Linked DNA regions of Danio rerio: region 2 is linked to region 1. A link is a contact called in public Micro-C data. All regions are on one chromosome and are shown on one strand. The core of a region is the stretch at or near the end of the contact, and the rest is flanking DNA. Distances in the headings are between cores, read along the strand shown. Region 1 overlaps itpr1b (inositol 1,4,5-trisphosphate receptor, type 1b). Region 2 holds the start of setmar (SET domain and mariner transposase fusion gene).

Region 1 (5,601 bases), core at 1,570-4,069:
CTTTGGTTCTCATTTAACAAATTATTATAATTATTATTTAAATCTGTAGATACAGTGGGTTATAATTAAAGGGGTGGTCCAGAATTTATTTTAAGGCTTGGTTGTGTTTATAAGATGCAAAGCAATGTGTGCTCATGCTTTACTTTACTTTTTTTTCATCTTACTTTGATTATATACAGCTACTCCGCTATCATGAAAACGACATTATTTCCTAGTAACGACATATTTCCTAGTTCCTCCAAAGGCCCGCCCTCAAGAGACTCTGATTAGTCAGAAATCATAATGTGCTGTGATTCGTGGATCGGTTCCATGTCACCAGGAATCGTCACGCCTCTGTTAGCACGCGCTTTGCCGTTGTGTAAATACTGTCAGTCAGAGTAGCTGTTAGCTTGAGCCTGAATCAGACAGAAATTGACACAAAGCACACAGCTGAACCTCACGACTGCTCACTAAAATAAAATCTGACAAGTGTCTTTCACATATATTCGGATTATAAGCATGTGTAAGCAATATGAAACGTTCTCATATCTTTTGCAAGTTCGTTATTTGAGATGTAGAATGCAGGGAAAGCATAGCGAGACACTGAAAGCAGCCGCATAGAGAAAGACTGCAGTGCTGCTGAAGACAGTGGGTGTTTACAGCGGTGCCAAACAGCATTTCCCGTTGTTTACGTCCTCACTACAACATACCTTTACCACTAGACACTATGGATGTAATGGATAACAAATTTAACGAATAAAAATACTTACAGGTTGTGGCTCACAATCCACAGCCACTTCAGTTATGGTTGGAGCTGCTCCTTTCTTGAGGAGTTTTTAGCCGACTTCAGAACTAGAAGAGATTTTGGAAGTTCTCCTTTGTCAAATGCTAATTATATGTATTTTTATAATTCTCTGGAACATAATAAAAATAAACTGTAAGCACTTCTCTCTGTGTCGTGTCCTTTGGAAGCCCAAATACAGAAACAGAACAAGCTTTCTCTGCTACATTACAGCACTACAGCACCTCTGGCCACGGCCCTTTGCTTCGCAGGGTGTATGCTCATGGTGAATCTGTGTAACTGGAAGCGTTTGTGATCTCAATAGCCTGGTTGTATTTTTTGTATTCCCCAAACTTTGTTCGCTGTAGGCTTTGCTAAGCTAACTCTGTAAAAGCCAATGTCTCCCTTTGCATTGAACTTTGAGCAGCTGACGTTCAGAGATGCTGCTTATGTTCACACAGCTACATTACATATCAACTGAAGTGTAAAATATGATATCGTAGTGGACCACCCCTTTTATGGATTATTGATCTGACAGCTTTTGGAATTTTCTATTTTATTTTTATTTCAATTTATCATTGTTTTTATGTGCATTTTGAGCCATTTTAAATTTTCAATTGATTTTTTTAATAAATGTTTTTCATATGTTTATACAGTGGGTTTTAATTTATGTCATATTGATCTGACAGCTTTGTATATATTCAGTTTTCTTTTCATTTCAATTTATCTTAATGTATTTATGCGTGTTTTGTGCCATTTTAAAATTTAGTTTCATTTCTTTTGGGCTTTGGTTTTATTTAGTTCTCTTCTAATTAATTAACATTTTTTAAAATATGTATATAGTGCTTTTTATTAATTTATTAATTTTTTCAATTCAATTTTCAATTTTTCATTTCAGTTTATCTTAATGTATTTATGTTCGTTTTGTGCCATTTTAAAATTTCATTAGATTTTTTTAGGCTCTGTTTGTTTTATTTGGTTTACAATTATTTATTTAATTATTTTTTAAAATATGTATATACAGTGATATTAATTAAATTATTAATAGTCTGACAGGTTTTTATATTTTAATTTATTTTCATTTCAATTTATGTTTAAGTATTTGTTTTTTTTCTTTTGATATGTTTATAATGTTTTAATTAAGTTTTACTAATGGTACTACTTCCTATGCAATTTTTTAAAAATTGTTGATAATTTCTGTTAACAAGACAATATTTCAGATGTGATTGTCATTATTATTATTATTATAAAATTAATCGTATTAATTAATAAATACAAATAATAATAATAATAATAATAATGCATATTGTTATTTATTTACGTCTTTCAATTACCAAAAACCATCCTTAACAATCCCAGTACTTGTTAATTTTACATTGAAAGTAAAATACACAGGTAACAATAAAATACTCAGTTTGAGACTAGAAATGCATACATAAAACATTTACAAACTTGTCTGTTTAATAATATATCATATATTCAGCATATATATTTTTATATAAATCTATAATATTAAATTTATTCGACGTTTTAATGTTTTTAGTTTGTAGGCTGTATTCTTTAACCCTCCACGCGGTGTCGCTGCTGCTGCGGAAAAAGCAGTGTGTGCAGTGCGTCACTGCACCTATAGATGCCACTAGAACACCACTCATTTTAATCACCTGTTGAGACAGTAGCGCGCGCCTACTTTGTAAGTTAATCATTATGTTTTCTCATATCAGGCCCTTATGTCAAGTATATTAAACCCTATTGAATGTTTGCGCAGAGTTTCTTTCTAATTAACCAAAAATCAACATTTTTTAGCTTAATTATTGTCCAAAAATGCTGAACCTGTTCATCTTGAAACCACACGTCAAACGGTGAGACAGTTTTCGCGTTCTTCATGTTCTTTCATGTCCTCAGGTGTGAGTGTGTGTGTGTGTTATTTAAGGTCACACTCAAGAGTTGTAAAGATGTCAGGACTCAAAGATTGTTTGCTGGGGTGAAGGTTTAAGTGTGTGAGCTGAAGAAGTGTGTTTGTGTTGTGTTTTTATCTCTCCTCCAGCTGGACTCTGAACATGAGGCTCTGCGAGCTCGTCTGCGCACGCCCAATGAGAAGGTCATGTACTCACTGGTGTCTGTGCCTGATGGCAATGACATTTCCTCTATATTTGAGCTGGACCCCACCACTCTCAGAGGAGGAGACTCACTCGTGCCCAGGTACACAACAGTAAACACGGTATAACGCTGGGCAGGTATGGAAAGTGCCGGTTCAGAGGTCATACTTAAAATAACCAGTTAAAGTCATAATTATTAACCTGATTATTTATTAACCTAAATAATTAATCCTGAATTATTAGCCCCCCATATGTATTTATTTATGTATGTGTGTGTGTGTATATATATATATATATATATATATATATATATATATATATATATATATATATTATACATTTCTAAACATAATTGTTTCAATAACTCATTTCTAATAACTGCCATGATGACAGCATAAAATATTTGATTAGATTTTTTTTTTAAAGATACTAGCATTCAGCTTAAAGTGACATTTAAAGGCTTAACTTGGTTAATTAGGCAAGTTAGGGTAATTAGGAAATTTTGTTCTGTAGACAATAAAAAAAATTGCTTAAGTGAGCTAATAATATTGACCTTAAAAATTAAAAACTGCTTTTATTCTTGCTGAAAAAAATAAATAAATAAGAATTTCTCCAGCAGAAATATTATTAAAGGAAATACTCTGAAAAAAGTCATTGCTCTTTTACAATAATAAAATGTATATAATATTATAATATTTTACTGTGGCATCTGAACCTGAACTGTCTATACCTGCCCAAGGGTAACCTTCGAATTGACTTTGAATTGACTGATACATACTTGTGAAGAAATACACTAACAAATTCTGGGTTCCACGCAATTCCTTCATGTTTTTCCAAAACAAATTGATTGGTAACTTAATTGTTTTTACAAATTTTAGGGGATTGGACATAAAACACTCAAGTTGTGTCCAAAAATTTTGATAATTGTGTTGTTTTCATTTTTGTTTTAAGCTAAAGTCATTTTTGAGTGTGTAGATGAGTGTATTTATAATGTCTAATGTCTTTCTGCCCAAGGTTATATTTTTATTAGGCATAACACACACAACAATATCTTTTAAACTTATTAGTATCTAGGGTCACACTTTATTTTTCATGGTCCGTTTGTTGAATTTAAGATACATTGCATCTACATGCCATCTAAATCTCATTAGATCATAAGTAGACTATTAGGTTGATGTTAGGGTTAGTGTAAGTTGACTGAACTGAACTGAGCTTAAACTCTTAAAACTAAACTACACTGTTTCATTTCACTATGTGAAGCTGCTTTGACACAATCTACATCGTAAAAGTGCTATAAAAATAAAGATGTATTGAGTTGAATTGAATTGACATGTACTTGCAAAGTTTCTTATAGTCAGTTAAATGTCTGTTGAAGCAGCAGTATCAACAGATATTAAGCAGAAAGTCTACTAATACTCAAGTGGACCATCAAAATAAAGTGTTACCGTATCTCGTAGGCATATTAGAAAAAAACATAAAGACTTTAATGGTGTAGATAGACTTTTCAATAGTGTAACAGAATTAGTAACGGGAAAAAAAAAGAAATGAAAAAAATTGAATAGTAAAATATAAAAAATAGGTGTATTTTAGGTTTCTTTAAATGACCCAATGTAAATATCTGTGATTTATTGTTGGAAAGGTGGAAAACAAAAATATTTTGTCTGGTTGACAGAGTTTGAGTGACCGTTTGACTTTTTAGTATTACAAAAATTATATTTGGACAAATAGTATAACCGAATTAGTGGAGAAAAAAAAAGTGTATTTTTAGGGTGTACTTGCACTAGGCTATCTGAACTGTGCCCAGATGCATTTGACCCCCATTTCCCAGTTTGTTTGACAAGTGTGAGTGCTTTGAATCTGGCCCTCACTCTGTTGGAAGAGGTGTGCCAGAGCGCGGTTTGGTTGGGCTTTAGCATGGTATGCTACACTTATAGTGTGATTGCAAAGCGTGCCTGAGTGTGAAACTGAAGACGCAACGTCACTTTTAAGGGACTGTTTTATATGGATTTATTAATCATTCTTACTTTTCAGTAAACACAAGCTGTCGTATTTTAATAAAGATAGAAAACTCTGCTGCACAATGACTGTCATAAACATATTTGAGCGACATTTATGGATCTGTTCAGCAAAAGATTTGTCTGTGTGTCACTGCATCCAAAATGACTTTAAATAATACAAAACAATATAACTAAAGCAATCTCCACTGTGCTGAGTGAGAGCGCTTCTGTTAAAGCGAACAGTCACATCATCAATGACTAAAGCGTGATCAGGCTCGGAAGGTAAAATAGCAACGTGAGTTCAAGACAACCGGGTCTAGTGTGAGTACAGCCTTAGTCAAATACAAGCATCTCTGACATATTGTTATAGGAAAACTGTAAATTATTTTGTCAGGTGACAAAGTTTGATTGGCAGTTTTCTAATCATTAACTCCACAGAAGTCTGATATTCCTGTTTATGAAGAGTTCAGACAACACACACACATATACTCTTTCTCTCTCTCACACACACACACACACACACACACACACACTGTAGATACAAGTCTGTTTCTCCGATTTACCCTTATTCTACTGCCTGAGAAGTGAAATATGATCAGACTTCAGATTTTACCTGTGGCTGATCGCCAGCAGCAGATAGTGCTGACTTCAGGCATGCAGGATATTTCAATCGGGTAGTAAACAACTCTTAATTACCAGGAAGAGAAGACTGACAAGTTTATCAGACTGATATGGCTGAAGTCACAGA
Region 2 (5,601 bases), core at 1,350-3,849, 86 kb before region 1:
AACACGCACCTCCTGTCTTCATCATTTACTTTAATTAGTCAAACAAAATTTCCATTCGTTGGCTGTTTTAGATCAGTTCATTTTTGTATGGGACCATTGTGATGCTGTAAACAGATATTTGCTTTCCTCATTTCATGCCTGATTGTGGCTGAAGTTATACTGTATCTGGTCCTTTAATTTTATTGACCTTGTTTTGATCTGTCAGGCAACTTGTTACTGTCTCTGTGGTGCTTGCTTTCGCAAACATCCCAGTGTTGTATGTTGTTTGGGTTTGACCTGCTATTGAACTTACTTTTGACGTACCATGCAATATATATATCAACAGTCTTGCAATTGCAGACTGGAGTTACCATGGATAAACATTATGCCTTGCTTTAGTTTTAATTATTGATAGCTAATATTTTGTTTGATTCCCCCCCCCCCCCCTTTTCTTTGCGTTTTTTACCAGGGTCTAAACTGTTATTGTTTAATTACAAAGGTGTGTGTGTGTGTGTGTGTTTAAAATACACTGCTTCCTGCTGTACATTTGTCATGCAACAAACATCTGCACATGAGAAATGCCAGTCAGGTGGATGGAAAGCACTAAAGTGCCAATCAGACTGTTTTAAAGTGTTTAGTGCTTCTCCAATTATACAATTTTATGTCGTAGTGTCTGTTATAATGTTTTTGTGGTTGAACATTAAATAAAAAAGTTAAAGGATTCTGATTATTTTCTTTTAGTATTTATTGGTGTTGTTTTCAACATTTTAACAAATGCAAAACGGTATACATGATATAAATAAATATATTTTATAATTATAAATGTTTATATTTATTACTTATGTGAGTATATAGATTTATTTGTGTGTGTGTGTGTCTATACATACATATGTATACGTGTGTGTGTGTGTGTATACACACGTATACATACAATGTTGGAATAATGCATTGCAAGTAACTCAAGTTACATCGTAATTTTACCTTTCTAAGTAACAAAGTAGAGCAATTTTAAAAAGAAATAATATTTGAGTTGCCTTTTAGTTTAACTAATGAACTTTTAAAAAATAAATTGCTGAAAATTAAACAATGAATTGCACAATCAATGAGGAAATTTGTTCATTATTTTCAACGCATCGAAGAAAAGGATTGTTTCAATGGACAGTGATTTTACTTAAGACAAATAGTACTAAAGTAGAGAACACATTCCTTTAAACTTTCAATATTATATATATGGCATGTATAGCTCTGGGGTCAGGAAGTTCTCAGATAACATCCTAAAATATATATAAATATATATATATATATATATATATATATATATATATATATATATATATATATATTTTTTTTTTTTTATGTTCTTTTAAGGGAAATGTAGGTGCAGGTTATACAGTGTGTAAAGTGAGGTTATATTAAGTAAGTTCCTCTATTAAAAAATAGGGGGGAAAAAGTTCTGAAAGAGATGAAGTCTTAGCCAGGTAATAAACAGTGATGCAAAGTAACTCAAAAGTAATGTAACACAATACTTACTATAAAAAGTTATTTAAGTAGTTAAATAACATAAGTAAGTACTTTTTTGGGGAGTAACTCAATACTGTAATGCATTTCTTTTATAACCTTTCCCAACACACACACACACACACACACACACACACACACACACACACACACATGTAAATGTGTGTGTGTGTGTGTGTGTGTGTGTGTGTGTGTGTGTGTGTGTATATATATATATATATATATATATATATATATATATATATATATATATATATATATATATGTGTGTGTGTGTAAATGTGTGTGTGTATGTATATATATATATATATATTTATAATATATATTTATATATATATATATATATATATATATATATATACACACACACACACACACATGAATATTCAGCATCTCACTTTCTAAAATCTCAGAATAAAAACAACAGTTTTTATATTTTACCTAAAACGTGCATTTTTTTATAAGTTCATGTCAGATATTTATATATAATAATTATTTATACAACGTGATCATTTAACATGTTTTTTTTCTGTTTGTTTGTTTTTTATCAATATATCAAATCACCTAAAACGTAGTCGTGGCCAAACACTTTCTTATGAAGGGCAAAAACCAAACTTGAAATAGGGCCATGAGCCGAAGTTTCCATGAATAATTTCCTCATTTATTTAAATATAAATAGAAAACATTATTTTAATCATATTACCTAATCCATTTCATTTTTTTGATAATAAACATTATAATGAAGACATGAGAATTAAATTTAAAACTCTATAGAGTTTATTAGTTTATTATTGGATTCATTTACAACATTTAATTGAAACATTTATTTTAAGTTAGTTTTTCTTTCTTTCTTTTTTTTTTTTGTAGCTTAGAAAATAAAACTAACAAATGAAGGCTTACATTAAATTAGAAGTGACAATGGATATTAAAACCATTAACTAAAACCCTCCCCTAAACTTTCCCTCTCTTCTTAGATGGGATGGAGGGCCAAATCAAAGGTTTGGACCGTTTGGACATCTTTGACCTAACGGGTCTCATGAACTGGACTTTTATTTTGTATTACTGTCAAGTGCAAGCAGCATTTCCGCCTCTTTTTGATTCTTTCAAGCTTGTGCCCATCGATATTGTAAACAATCCGCAAGTAAATAATGTTCTCTCCCGCAAAATAATCATACATAAATTGACATAAAGACACAATGCGATCCTACAGCCAGGATTTGAGCGGCGGACTCGAGAATGTTCCTGTTTTGATCGAAAACAGTGTCCCTAAAGAGGCTCTCTCCAATTTTCAGGTAGTCACATCTTCTTTCGTTACAGTATTTACAAGTACATTGGCATTTTAGTCATTTTGTAGTCGTAAAATGCTCCCAAGAAACCCTGAAGTTGATTTAAAAAAAATAGTAAGAATTACATTGCATGACTTGTCCCGCCACACCACCACCTGATGGCAGCACTTTCGTGTTCTTTCATACTCATTTCTAAAGTAAATCTTAAAGGGATAGTTAACCCAAAAATGACAATTTTGCTCACTATTCATTCACCCTCAAGTGGTTTCAAGGGCTTCATGATTTTATTTTCTTCAGTGAAACACAAAAGATATTCTGATGCATGTTAGTAACCAGTAGAAATTGACACTCAGTATAAAAAACAAATATTCTGGAAGTTAATGGTTATCGGGTGAAAGAAACTCAAACAGGTTTGTTACAAGTTAAGGGTGAGTAAATGATGGCAAAATGTTTAGTTTTGGTTGAACTATCTCTTAATGGCAAGACACTTCAGTTTAATAACTTAAAAATTGCAATGGTGATCACCGTACTTCCCCTAATGATTGATTAAATTAAGAATTGCAAACATTTTTTATTACAAGTTTTTTAAAAACTTTGTCTAAACATCCAAACGAGGCATTATGTGATTAAATATGCACCCATTTGCATACATTTGTAGCTCAAAAATTGAAACATTGGATGAAGTCATGTTTAGATTTCCTTTTTGAAACTTCAAGGTGTATTAGAGTCTAGAGTTTTTTATATAGGGGGGCTTTGGGAATCTATTTTTATCAGTAAATAAATATATAATTCAATAATAAATTAAGTACTGCCAACAGGCAAAAAATAAAATCAACAAAAAAACAAAACGCTGGATAAATATGCAAATTTTGCACGTCGCTTACTAAATACCTTCTGGAAACAGATTTTAAACAGAAATTAAACCTTAAACGATATGTTAACCAAAAATAATTTTAACTGTATTTATTAATAAATAAAGTGAATAAATAAGACATAAAATCACAACAATTTAGGAGGTCATGCTGAGAGAGGGAATTAAATGTTCACAATAAACCACAATAATAATAATGATAATGATAGTAATAATAATTATTAATAATAATAATAAACATTATTAAAATAAATATAATAAAATATATAAAGTTGATAAAAAATAGAAAAATTATAAATATATTTGTAACTTTTCTGATGTTACAAATTTGTGTTGTCTAAGAGTGACAGCAAAAATGTCAAAAACCTTTTTAAAGGTATAAAATTTAAATTTAAAATAAATTATAATATCAGGGTTTATGCCGGTTTGGTCCAATCAATTTTAAGACTTTTTAAGACATTTTTAGTACCATCAAGAATGAAATTTTAAACTTACATAGGGCTAAATGTAAAAGATTTTTTGGGATGTTTTAGCAGAAAAAAAATTTACTTGCCCCATCAAAAGACGTGTAAAAATCACATGTCAAAACAAGCAGAGCCTAGTTGTGTACATACTATTTTTTTCAACATAACTTTAAAAACAAACTCTTTAAAAACTTCAATAAAACCAAATATATGCACAGCAGACTGTTTTAGTATTAGTTATAAAAAGACTCTTGCTAAAAGCTTTATTGAAATGTATCATTGGTGATTGGATGTGTGTTGGATCGATTGAGTAGCCTTACATAAAGAAAAATTAAAACCCGTTTAAAATGATTTAAGACCTACAAGACAATAATTCAGTGAATTTAAGACTTTTTAAGGCCTAAAATTTTGTTTTTGAAATTTAAGACATTTTAAGACTTTTTAAGACCCTGTGAACACCCTGAATATTCTATATTATACTATATATATATATATATATATATATAGTTGAAGTCAAAATTATTATTGATTTTTTTTCTTTTTTAAATATCTCCAAAACAATGTTTAACAGAGCAAGGGCATTTTTACAGTATCTCTGATAATATTTTTTCTTTTGGAGAAAGTCTTATTTGTTTTATTTCAGCTAGATAAAAGCAGTTTTTAATTTTTTTGAAAACATTTTAATGTAAAAATTATTAGCCCCTTTAAGCTATATTTTTTTGGATATTTTTTGGATAATAAATCATTATGGTTTGTTATTATGGTTATTATTAATTACCCTAACCTGCCTAGTTAACCTATTTAACCTAGTTAAGCCTTTAAATGTCACTTTAAGCTGTTTAGAAGTGTCATGAAAAATATCTAGTCAAATATTATTTATGTCATCATGGCGAAGATAAAATAAATCAGTTTTTAGAAATGAGTTATTAAAACTGTTATATGTAGAAATGTGTTGAAAAAAATCTGCTCTCCGTTAAACAGAAATTGGGGTAATAATTCAGGGGGGCTAATATTTCTGACTTCAACTGTATATGTTTTTATTGTTCTATTTTTATAAATTATATAGATTTTTTAAATTATACATATCGGTATTTCAAGCTGCACATAAGAAATATTAAAGTTATTGTATGCAACTATAAACAGCATGAAATCAGTGTTTTTAATCCGACCCAATCCTTCAGTATGTGCCAGAGAATGTACAAGGACCCGGCTGTGACATTGACCCGAATGCGGTGACTCTCCCTGGCTGCTCGTGTCGCGTCCAGTCCTGCTTTCCCGAAAGCTGCCCCTGCCTGAGATTTGGCCAGACGTACGACAGCAGAGCCTGTCTGAACCAACATCCACAGGACGCCACATACAGCAGGCCAGTATTCGAGTGCAATGCTTTCTGCTCCTGCGGCGAGTCCTGCCAAACCCGTGTGGTCCAAAACGGGGTGTGTGTCCGTCTGGGTGTTTTCAGCACCGCCGACAGAGGGTTGGGGGT

Evidence for each region. Hi-C and Micro-C count contacts between places; a contact is called where the count stands out from the background.
Region 2: a contact with region 1 is called in a Micro-C map of caudal fin, with 8 times the contacts expected there. The contact joins the promoter of setmar here to the enhancer-like site in region 1. A contact is called at or near these places in 3 of 18 Hi-C or Micro-C datasets (caudal fin, hematopoietic stem cells and an unstated tissue).

What each region holds. Positions count from the first base shown.
Region 1 is chr11:38,345,434-38,351,034 of GRCz12tu, reverse strand. It overlaps itpr1b (inositol 1,4,5-trisphosphate receptor, type 1b), which reads left to right. Exons shown (of 58, transcript XR_012387289.1): 12 at 2,805-2,959. Among named protein-coding and RNA genes, the nearest start is that of itpr1b, 62 kb to the left of the region's middle. Within about 2 kb of position 2,819, at least 35 of the 62 cell types and tissues checked have an H3K27ac peak or open chromatin away from gene starts, as enhancers often do. A contact at or near this core is called in caudal fin, where this site is marked.
Region 2 is chr11:38,430,758-38,436,358 of GRCz12tu, reverse strand. setmar (SET domain and mariner transposase fusion gene) reads left to right here and starts at 2,599. Exons shown (of 2, transcript NM_001113600.2): 1 at 2,599-2,789; 2 at 5,300-5,601. The coding sequence starts at 2,694. It overlaps brk1 (BRICK1 subunit of SCAR/WAVE actin nucleating complex), which reads left to right. Exons shown (of 3, transcript NM_001002097.1): 3 at 1-699.